3 separate regions of the Zea mays genome follow, and regions 1 and 3 are each linked to region 2. A link is a contact called in public Hi-C data. All regions are on one chromosome and are shown on one strand. Each heading gives the region's core, a stretch centred on a gene start, on an enhancer-like site or on the middle of the called end of the contact. The rest is flanking DNA. Distances are from core to core; before and after follow the strand shown. Region 1 has its middle 140 kb from the start of LOC100217119. Region 2 holds the start of LOC100217119. Region 3 holds the start of LOC100193803 (alpha/beta-Hydrolases superfamily protein).

What was found. A called contact is a pair of places that touch in the nucleus more often than the background predicts.
Region 1: a Hi-C map of leaf shows a contact between it and region 2, with 5 times the contacts expected there. The contact joins the enhancer-like site here to the promoter of LOC100217119 in region 2. A contact is called at or near these places in 6 of 25 Hi-C or Micro-C datasets (bundle sheath, ear, leaf and 1 more).
Region 3: a Hi-C map of tassel shows a contact between it and region 2, with 3 times the contacts expected there. The contact joins the promoter of LOC100193803 here to the promoter of LOC100217119 in region 2. A contact is called at or near these places in 5 of 25 Hi-C or Micro-C datasets (bundle sheath, ear, endosperm and 2 more).

Annotation. Positions count from the first base shown.
Region 1 is chr3:88,892,874-88,896,597 of Zm-B73-REFERENCE-NAM-5.0, forward strand. No RefSeq gene overlaps it. Among protein-coding and RNA genes, the nearest start is that of LOC100217119, 140 kb to the right of the region's middle. Within about 2 kb of position 2,103, at least 7 of the 20 cell types and tissues checked have an H3K27ac peak or open chromatin away from gene starts, as enhancers often do. A contact at or near this core is called in bundle sheath, leaf and leaf mesophyll, where this site is marked.
Region 2 is chr3:89,037,971-89,041,275 of Zm-B73-REFERENCE-NAM-5.0, forward strand. It overlaps LOC100217119, which reads right to left and starts at 1,615. Exons shown (of 5, transcript NM_001143487.1): 1 at 1,175-1,615; 2 at 742-1,064; 3 at 498-645. The coding sequence starts at 1,504.
Region 3 is chr3:89,268,854-89,272,498 of Zm-B73-REFERENCE-NAM-5.0, forward strand. LOC100193803 (alpha/beta-Hydrolases superfamily protein) reads left to right here and starts at 1,356. Exons shown (of 9, transcript NM_001310458.1): 1 at 1,356-1,538; 2 at 3,591-3,645. The coding sequence starts at 1,495. It overlaps LOC103650372 (DNA polymerase V family), which reads right to left and starts at 1,163. Exons shown (of 3, transcript XM_008675956.4): 1 at 811-1,163. The coding sequence starts at 879.

The sequences.
Region 1 (3,724 bases), core at 853-3,352, 140 kb before region 2:
TTTATTTATTTTATTATTTTTTACACAAATTTTTGGGCTTTACAATCCTACCCCCCTTAACAAAAATCTCGTCCTCGAGATTAGTAAGAAAAGGTATATAGAAGGTTTCGTTTGTATTTTGCTCCTAGTTTTCAATTGCTTTTTGGTGACTAGGATAGCATGGGTACCTCATAATCATGTTTTAGCTATTGGTAAGAAAGTTGGGGTAAGAAAGATCAAGATAAGTACAAGAAAGAAAGATTTTGGCAAGGGAAGACTCCATCTTGCATAGTGGGTCTCGATTCATCTGATGATCCAACTTGGTCTTTGAAGACTTGAGTTGGTGCTTATCCTCCCTTGATGAGGTTGACCTTCTCTTTACCGGGTCTTGGTGTCATTGACTCGAAGTTATTGTATTTCATCGGGGTTGAGGAATATGGTTAAGATAGATATGGATGAGATAGACTACATGATGTAGGTCAAAGTTTGTTTGATGTTAGGTGGGGATAGACAGATTATGCAATCCATCATGACTCTATTGGTTGGGTTAGCTCTCATGCATGTGGCTGAGTTGTGCTCCGGCGAGGGGCGCAACTACGAGCCTACATCATTCCGACGAGAAATTGGTGGAGCCATGGGGAACAATCCCATCTAGGGTGGCCATGAACAGCACCCTGGCGACCTAACGAAGCCCCATGGCCCGAGCACCAGCTCCATCAACGCGCACATCCGGATCGGCCATGCTGTCTCTCCCTCCCATGGTTTCTCTCATCTTGCGCGCACGACAACAGTTCTACCGACTGGGATAGAATGAGGAGGATGGGGTCGCGGGGCTCTGCCCTTTATAGCCTGGAGTTCGAGCCGCAATACTAGGGCGACGGCGATTGAAGCGGTCCGCCCGAGAACTCTGGCGACGCGAGGAACATCTGAGTCGCGCCCACAATTTCTGGGAGGCGACCGCGAGGTTGTTTAGTGGAGAGGGAAGGATCTGCCAGGCGGGACCTGCATAGCTAATCTAACAACTTGACAGTGCCCGGTGGTGAGTGGAGTGGGCCAGCACGGTGGGGATGTTGGGCCGACCAGGTGGATTCGGACCACAAGTAGGTTTGTTTCTTCTCTTTTTTATTTCTATTTTCTTTTCTTATTTCAAATCCCTATCAAACCAAGTTTGAATTCGATCTTTCAAATTTGTGCACAAGCAAAACTCCAACATGATGCAGGTATAATTCATGTTAAGTAATTTATTCATTTATTAATGCAAAAATGCTTCAATTATGCGACCCACACATTATTTTTTTCATTAGGAAAGCATTGTATTTGCATATGTAATCTAAGTAAAGGTTGCTAAAAATAAACATTCACACATTTTATTTCCAAATTCTAAAATTTTTAAACTTAAACTTGTCTCACAAATTTGAATACAAATACAAACATAGAAGAATCCAGCTTGGAATGCTCATTTATGTATTTAGTTATTTGTTATTTGACTACTTTAATTCCTTTGTTGAATATGCACCAAGAAAAGAAAAGCAAATAATCTCCAAAGGTTCTATAACTCTAAAACCCACTTATAAATATTTCTATTTATTTATTTTATTATTTTTTAAATAAATTTTTGGGCTTTACAAATTGATGTATATGTTATATATATATGTCTAGATATATCATCACTCATTTGAATGTAAACATAAAAACTAAGAGTTAAAACGACTACTATTTTAAAATGAAGCGAGTATCGGTTTAAGAATGCTAATAAATTTATATAATATTTGATGTATATGTGTTATAGATGTGTCTAGATTCACTGTTTTTTTTATCTTAACATGGTTTAAAAAATATAGTGTTACAAGGAATACTATATTGAGACACAGACAGTATAAAACATCGATCATAGTAAAAATTCATGTCTAGTTAATACAAACTCTCTTTATTACAAACCATATAAAGCTAGTTTCACTATATTTATATATGTAGATTATACTCGGAATATGCTCTGCCGTCACAATCGATGATTACTACTTTCAGGATAAAACCTATCCACTCGGCTTCTCTAGTTCCGTCCATTCGTTGTGCACAAGAAAACCGAAGCAGAGAGTCGGTGGGGCTCCTGAGAAGGACAGTCCGATGTGGCCGAATTGAGAAGAGTCAAGTGCGTTTGGCGGTTTGGCCCAACAGGACAGGTGTCAAGAGATGAATGTAACGGGAAAATGATTGACTTGGATTTCCAGAATGGTCCAAGAAATGATGTTGAAATTAGGGCATTGTACAACATAGAGTATTTAGTTCGATTTTTCAAGTATAAATAAAAGACAATATATAGAGAGTCAGTTTGTTCACGAATACAATGTTTCTTGATTTTTTCACTTAACAATCTAGGGATCCCTTAAAATACCCTCTAATTAATGGGTTGTACACGCATTTATAGTCACGAAAAGGTTAGCCGATACACCTAACTTGAGACGTATCATCTTAGGTGATGCTTCACCCGGATCGCACCTGCCCCCACGCGACCGATCGCACGCGTCCTCAAGAGACCGTCTGACCGCACTTGGCAAATCAGCGGCGGTTGTCTCTAGCAATTTCTGATAGCCGATCAAATCCATTTTGCTATTGCGATTTTCCATATTCGAAAAGGACAGCAGCCGCAGAGGCGGTTCGTTCGAATTCGACGTGCATGTATGGTTTTCAGTTCACGGTTCGTAATCACAATTTGTTTTTTCCACCATTTTCTTCGTACTGATGCTACAAACACATACCACTCACACTCGCATGGATTTTACAGCTCAGTTTTTTCATACATAAGTGAGTTGATACTCGTTTTTTGGTTTTTTCGAATATATATTTTTGTTTTTTTATTGCGCCACTTTTAGAGATACATTCATTCATTACTCATGTATGCACCTAGAATGGATATGGAATTAACACCAGCAAACATTGTACCTTGGCAGTAATATATGCATAGGCTTAGCAATCATTAGCCAGTGCAGTATTTTTTGTTCATCATACTGAGATAGTAATAATTAAGACGTTAGCAGCAGGATCGAATGTGTATTCCTATGAGTAATAATGTTCAACATGATAGCAAGGTAATTTTTCTCATCTATCGTATGTTAGTTAGCGTTAGTATGTGTTCGGAGGTACAACAAATAGTTATCGTGATCAGCAAAAAAACTTGTTACTCTAGTAATAATATTAGTATTTTTTTCAAACTACAATATCTACATAGGACAACAAGGTATTTTTTTGGTAACAACCACGAATCAGTAATAAGTGTGTTAATAGTATCGGTAATATGTATAGTAATCAGTAATACTTATGAATAGTCTGTAATTCAATCATATGTTAGTGTTAGTATATGTTTCGAGAGGTACAACAGTAATTATCATGATCAGTGTTGGGGGCTTACTTTGCTGACGATCCTCAAATCCAGTGGCGGCCCTGAGGGTGGGGCAGAGGGGCCGCCGCCCCGGCCTCTAATTATATAGGGCCCCGAACCTAGTTATACACAATAGCTTAATAGTGAAATGTCGAATAATTAGCAGCCACGAAACGTTCACAACCCGGTCGTATTTAAACATGTTAAAAATACTTTTAAGATAATACTATAATATATATCTTTTTATTTATTTGTTGCTTGGTATAAATATTTTTAGATGTGTATTGAGTTTATATATTGGTGCCATTTTTATATAACAATAGTTGGTGGGCCTCTATTTAAATTTGCCTCGGGCCCTAAAACCTCCGG
Region 2 (3,305 bases), core at 365-2,864:
AGTCATTGTGGGCTAAGGATTGGCAAATATACGTACATATAATAAATCCTATTCGTGGATTTACATGACAAACCATATAAATGTACATTTATTTCTCAGAACGAAATTCTCATATGCATATAATATTATTACTTTATCATGTGTCTCCTTGTTTCATTTGGTAACACATCGCTATCTCTTTCTTATTTGGCAGCTTTATGTCACGGACACCTGGCGCATGTATGGCGAAAACCAACGGATCACAAATGTGAGCCCCGACATGTCTATTTCGCCTCTAGCTAGCTAGTTTGTGCTGTTGTGGCATATTTATTGCATGTTAAAATTAAATACAGGTTGTTGTCCGAGGTTTGTAGAACTTACTTTGTCTGCCCTATATAAATTATTACTATCTCCGAATATTTAGTTCATTTTTTACTGAAACACGACAAATAAAAAAGAATATAGAGAGTATATGTGTTAACACAGTATATAATTAAGCTAAGCAAGCATGTACTTACTTTGTCTGTCCTATATAAATAATCACAGTAGGTGAACAGGGGTGCAAAGTTGCTTTGGCTACGGCCTCCTGCATAGTGATGGTAGTCATGGTATGCAGCCCCTCCGTAGAATGGAATCAGCCTGCAAGGGCTGAACGGGAAATGGTAACTGCAAATTTCAACAAGATGAATATATTAATTAATTGGATGCACTCTTGTTGTGTTTACGTCGTTGGAACTGTGCAGAGCATGTAATGATGATCACCCGCTGTGCGTGTTAATGCCCTCAATTAGGCGGATGGAGAACCATAGCCACTGCGTGGTGACATGGCATGGCACGAGCACTGGGCCGGCCAAGGCCGGGATAGAAAGGACGACGTTCTCGGCCCAGTGGCTGTACGACATGGCGAAGCCTGTAGGAGCCGTGAACTCGTGGTGGACGCGGTGGATCTTCTCGTAGCACCACTGGGTGTGCAGCAGACGGTGCATCCAGTAGCTGAGGTAATCCTCCACTAGAGAGTATACGACTAGCTGCGCGATGGTCTCCCTCACCGACGGCAACGGCAGTCCCATTCGGGTCCTTAGTATCTGGTAAATATAGGCATCGTACGTCATCAACGGCATGCTTTCTTTCTTTGCTAGTGATAATATTGATGCACATGCATGCATGCATGATATTAAAATACACAAGACAAGACCTTGGCGACCGCAGGATAGGAGACGAACTGAAGGCCAACGGCGAGCGGAAAGATGCAGGCCGCGTCCATGTAGCAGCTGAGGGAGGCTGCCGGGGGCAGCCGTACCCGGGGCTGCAGCTTGTACGGCAGCACGACGGACGGAGCGAACTGCTCTAGGAGTAGCAGGGGCAGCGGGGCGATGCTGTAGATGACGAACAGGATAAATGTGGTGTGGCAGTGCAGCCAGGAATCTGGCATCACCGCCGAGTACTCGTACCATGCTGTCTCAGCCCACGTCATGGTGCGCCCCAGTGCTCCCTCCGCCTCCGCCGCAGTCGCGTAGGGGATCATCGATCGGGGCCCTTCAAACCCAGCTAGGCTTCTGCCTACGTACGTCTGCTAGCTACTCGCGCGCTTCTCTTCCCTAGCTACACGCTAGTAGCTTCAACTGTTCGGGCCTCATGGCAGCTCCGGCTCTTGGGGGCTCTGCGCTTCTTTATACTGGTACATCTCTCACTCTGACACGTGGGTACGCACATGTGAACAACAAGGGACGGAAAATTACGTAACAGAAACATTATCTTCATCTTCCGAAATTATTTTCAGAAATGTTACGCGACACAGACATTTTAACTCTATGATAACATGCATGGTAAGCATCTGGAATCATCTACCATACGTGTTCCTTCTTATATATATATATATATATATATATATATATATATATATATATATATATATATATATATATATATATATATATATATATATATATATATATATAATATATATATATATATATATATATATATATATATATATATAGGTGAATTCGCAGCATGTAATATCATCTGGGACAGGTGGTACTCGGCCGACCACAATTAACCCTAAAAACCAAGAAAATATATATGCTCCACCTTTATTGTGGTAGCTAGGGATCACGTACGAAGTAGACAAGAAAACCGAAAACGTGCAGCCACCTCCCCCAACACGTCCACGTACGGAGCGGACCACAGCATACGCTAGCCCTATAGGATGTCACTGTCCGTCGCCATGTGAGGAGTACATAGCAACAACACCGTTCAGATTTTGCCTGATATTCAATCTACAATTTCGTGATACTATATTTACTATTCTACAGATTTTCAATAGTACAGAAAGCTCTAAAGTGGTGGTTCTAAACCGATTTACATTATCGTTTTTTAGCACCGCCGGTACTAGGGCCCAATGGAAATCAACATTTCCACTAGTGATTATTTTGGAACCGTTGGTGAAATACACTTTTGTTGGGGACTTGTTCTCAAATGCTATGAATTAAGAACAAGGCAACATAAAATGTTAAATGATACTGTCCTTCGTCCGTGAAGCATTATTCCTTTGAGGATAATGGGTCTTGGACGAAGGTTGAAGAGAGTATTATTACGAAGTTGAACCTTCGTAATAAACTTTCAATAAACATTGTAAAATAATGTAAAATAAAAGGTATAAAATGGATGAATGAATTACAGATGTATCATATTATATTCACTTAATATATTGAATCATTCACTACAACAGCTACAGTCATTTTCGGCGGCCAGAAGCCGCCGAAAATAGGCCAGTTGCCGCCGAAAATAGGCTATTTTCGGCGGCAATTGGCCTATTTTCGGCGGTTTCTGGCCGCCAAAAAAAACTGGCCGAAAATAAGGCTTTATTTTCGGCGGCCAGGGTCCGGCCGCCGAAAATAGCTTATTTTCGGCGGCGAGCTTCCTGGCCGCCGAAAATAACAGATTATTTTCGGCGGCCAGCCAGTCGGCCGACAGAAATAACAACTGCCGAAAATAAAATAACTATTTTCGGCGGCCAGAGGGGCCGCCGAAAATTACTAATTTCAGAGCAAAAAAAAATTGAAAAAATGCGAAAAATAACAGAATTTCATACAAAATTCATACAATAACAGAAATTCCATACAATCACAGAAAATTCATACTTGAGTTCACAACCTAAAACTTGAGTCCATACAAATATAAAGTCCACAAATAGTCCATACAAACATAAAGTCCACAAAATAGTTCATTACAACACAGTGCGACACAAAGCTAACGTAATCACACATTAGGGTCGTTGGGGTCGTTGGAGTTGTGTCCACTACCTCCAGAAGCCAATAACTGGT
Region 3 (3,645 bases), core at 106-2,605, 230 kb after region 2:
CAGAATGACTTCAAAGAAATTTAATTCCTCTTCTTCTCTAAGGTACAGATCAGAAGGTCGTATTTGCATTTCATTTCACTGTAAAGGGTGCAGTTGCAAATACAGATTAACCAGACAGAAACATGAGAAGACACATGATTCAAAAGCAGCCAAGATGCTAACTTAGAAATATAATTAGGCAAAGCGGAGCATGAGAAGAATCATATTTCTAAAGAATAAAAGGAAAAAAGTGAACTTGAATAAAACTGTCTAATCATAATAGTCCACAGCTATTCACATAGTTCTTCAGTCTACATATGGGATTTCATAGGTAAGGTTAACCCGCAACTGTCAAATCTCATTTGGGAGGGCGGGGCGGAGGAAGTGGAGGAGGGTCGTGCTCATCGCCGTCGCTGTTGGCTATCACGATCGAGAGAATGGCTTGGGGAGGGGATGGAGGTGGAGGACCCACAATACCCTTCAAATGTGGTAATTACTGTGACAAGCCCGCAACATATGATCCAATCGCTCAACCCGCGTGAGAAACTCCAGACGCCTCGCATCTCTAGCGCTTCTCCGCGATCACCAAAGGTTCATAAACCAGCGTGTGATTCAGCATCGCAACCGCGCACGAACCCATACCCAGCCGTTCGATTTCCCCCGCTGCCTGCTTCCCGTGCCCCCAAATTGAGCCACCCATGTCACCAACCCCACTCCAACAGTCTCGAAACCACGGGAACCCCCAAGGGGTGCCGCACAGCTGAGAGCAGCAAATTTCGGGCCACGCCCGACGGAACGGATCGAGGAGGCACGAGTTAGGGCTCGAATCACCTGGTTGGGCGAGACGGAGGTCGAGGAGTCCATGGCGAGCCTGCCCGCAGACGCGACAGCCTCCGCCATTCCTCTACAGCATCCGCCGGGCCGAGCCCTCGATTGGATCCAAACCCAAGCGAGCAACGCAAACACACAAGGACGGGAATTAGGTGAAAGAAAAAGGAATGAGCGCGGGTTTATGTGAGAGGAAAAATGAAGGGGGCGTCGGTGCAGAGGCGATGAGGAAGGGAGAGCATCACGCGCGGAGAGAGCGGGCGTAGTTTAGGGCTGGGGTGTTACGGGACGGAGGCAGGCGGAGGCACGGTGAAATATTGTGGACGCTCTCGTTGGATCCTTATAGAGTAGTAGAGATTTCAAATGGGTCTTATTCGCGAGAGCTAGACCATAGCCAACACAACAGTGGATTACGTTACCCCGTGGCCCACAAGTCATTCGTACGCCGCTGATCGATACATGTGGACCAGGTAATTCCCCATCGTTTAATTTGTGTTCCTAAAAAAATTGTCACGAAAAGACTAAATGCTAAAATAGGGGTCCCAACAGCCCGACTCCTTTCCTTTTCTTCCCAATCCTCCTCTCTTTCTTACGCCCTCCGGATTCGTTGCCTCGCTCGCGTCGCCCCTTCCCACCCCGGGCCTGCGTGGTTCAAGGAATTGGAGGCAACCTAATCGGCGGTCAGGAATGCTTCAAGAGTTCGTCGACAACGTCATCGCCGTCACAAAGGAGTAAGCAGCCTCTCCTCGTACCCCCGCGGCGATTTCAATATATGCATATGCGGTTTATCCAGGGAATGGGTCGTCAGAGCGCGGGGAATCAGGCAATCACCGACTTGTGATGATTTGGTGCGTTTGGTAGGAGATGGTTGTGGTGTGGTTTCAGGGTTACGTTGATTGATGAAGGGATTCGGGCCACGAGCTGTTCGTTGCTAGCTTGGGATTAAGTTGGGTTAATATGTGCTGCTGTAGATTTCGTAGGACGTTGGACTTTGCACTTATTATCTTAACACGCTTTTGCATATGCATGCCTAATTATTTTCGTATGCTCAAATTATTAAGCTGATTGCTGGAGATCTGTTAACAAAGGATTTTTGAGGATGATGGGAATGCGGGAGCCATGGCATGGTTCTCACTTCCAATGTTTCGCTTTTCCGTTCGAAGCCATGGCATTGTGCAATCGAACTATAAATACAGGCCGCTAGAGTCCAGGAAAATTGTTTTTATTTTCTGACATTACAATAGTAGATTCATTGTGCACACCAACATGCGCAAAGGTACCGTTGTTCAATCCTAGAAAGGCAGAGGCTAGCTCTAAATCATCAGCATGAATACTCCCTTTGCTATTGTAGTGCACTTACCTGTGATGGGCGACTGGTAAAATGGAGGTGCACAACCCTCACTAGTCACTAGAGCTAGCATGAGTTAGTTCAAATATGATTGAACTTGAGTATTTAGACTTTTTAACAAGCAAACAGTATAACTATTGCTTATTTAAGGTAATTCTATATTAATTTTTTATTCTATTTCTCCCTGTATATCTTTGATTATGAATTTTGAAAGGTGTGTACTATGCCAGTGCTGTATTAACTAACAAATAACAAACAATGAAGATATAGAGCTGTAACTGACAAATAACAAATAATGAAGGTATATATCTGTGTTAACTGACATATAACAAACAATGAAGATATAATGCTGTTTTTACCCCGTATGTCATCACAGGTTGAGTAGACCTGTTAGAAAAAAAAACAAGCTCTATGTTATTGTTCTTCTAATAAATCCTATTTCAAATGGTTGCAGTAACTATTATCTACTATGTATGGATTGTTAGTGATTTTGCGATTGTAGGAGTGGCCATGCTCAGAAAGATTTAGTTTGATGAGCAAAAACTTAGTTTGAAAGATTCTTGTATCCTGAGAATTTTATCTGGACAAATGTATTGTAGGAAATTGCAAATTCTATAGAATATACACAAAATTAGACTGGGATGATTTCTTATGAAGTAATGCTTTGTTTGCTTCTTCATGGAAACAAAAAATTATTTGGCAAACACTAAACAATTCGTGAACTTATTTGGCCTCTACTAATGAATTCATTTGTGGTTCTGAAACATGTTAACAATGCCAGCTATCATAAAAAATCCCATCTGATGTATAAACCACTGGGTCTGCAGTACTGGGTTCTAGTGTGAATAATTGGACCTATATACAAGATACCGGCAGGATATTGAATGATTAGTTTCTTTGATATTTATGAAAGTGGACCCCTAATTACATTGGCTTACAATATCCTTTTCAAAGATGTTAATAAACTGTCAGATGGGATTATCTTTGGCAAATTTATGGGCTTGTGGACCATAACCATAACATCTGACTTTGGCAAACCAACTACATATTTTACTTTCTGTGTACACACAATGCTTGTAAGTTGTAAACCAGAATTTTGTTGTTGTGGAATCGTGGAGGAACTTCCATTTCCATTCATTTTTGCATGTGTTCCATTGAAGCATGAGGCTTTTGAAATCCTTGGTTCTATGTATAGTTCTGTACATTGCTGATAGTTCATCTTGTTTTAGCCCTGCTGAACAGTTCTAGTTTAAAACACTAATTTGCATTTAACACGTGCTCCATGGGAGACTGAAACATTAGCTTTAGAAACTCTTGATTTTGTCTGTAAGTGTAATTGTTTTGAAGACAAGAAACATAAAAATACAAGTTAGTTGATCTTGTCTTAGACCTTATGTAGATATTGCTAGTTAACTTCTGGCACTTCTATTGGCAGATCTGTGAAGACATTTACATATGAGTCACTGAACAACATTGCAAGGTTCATAAAT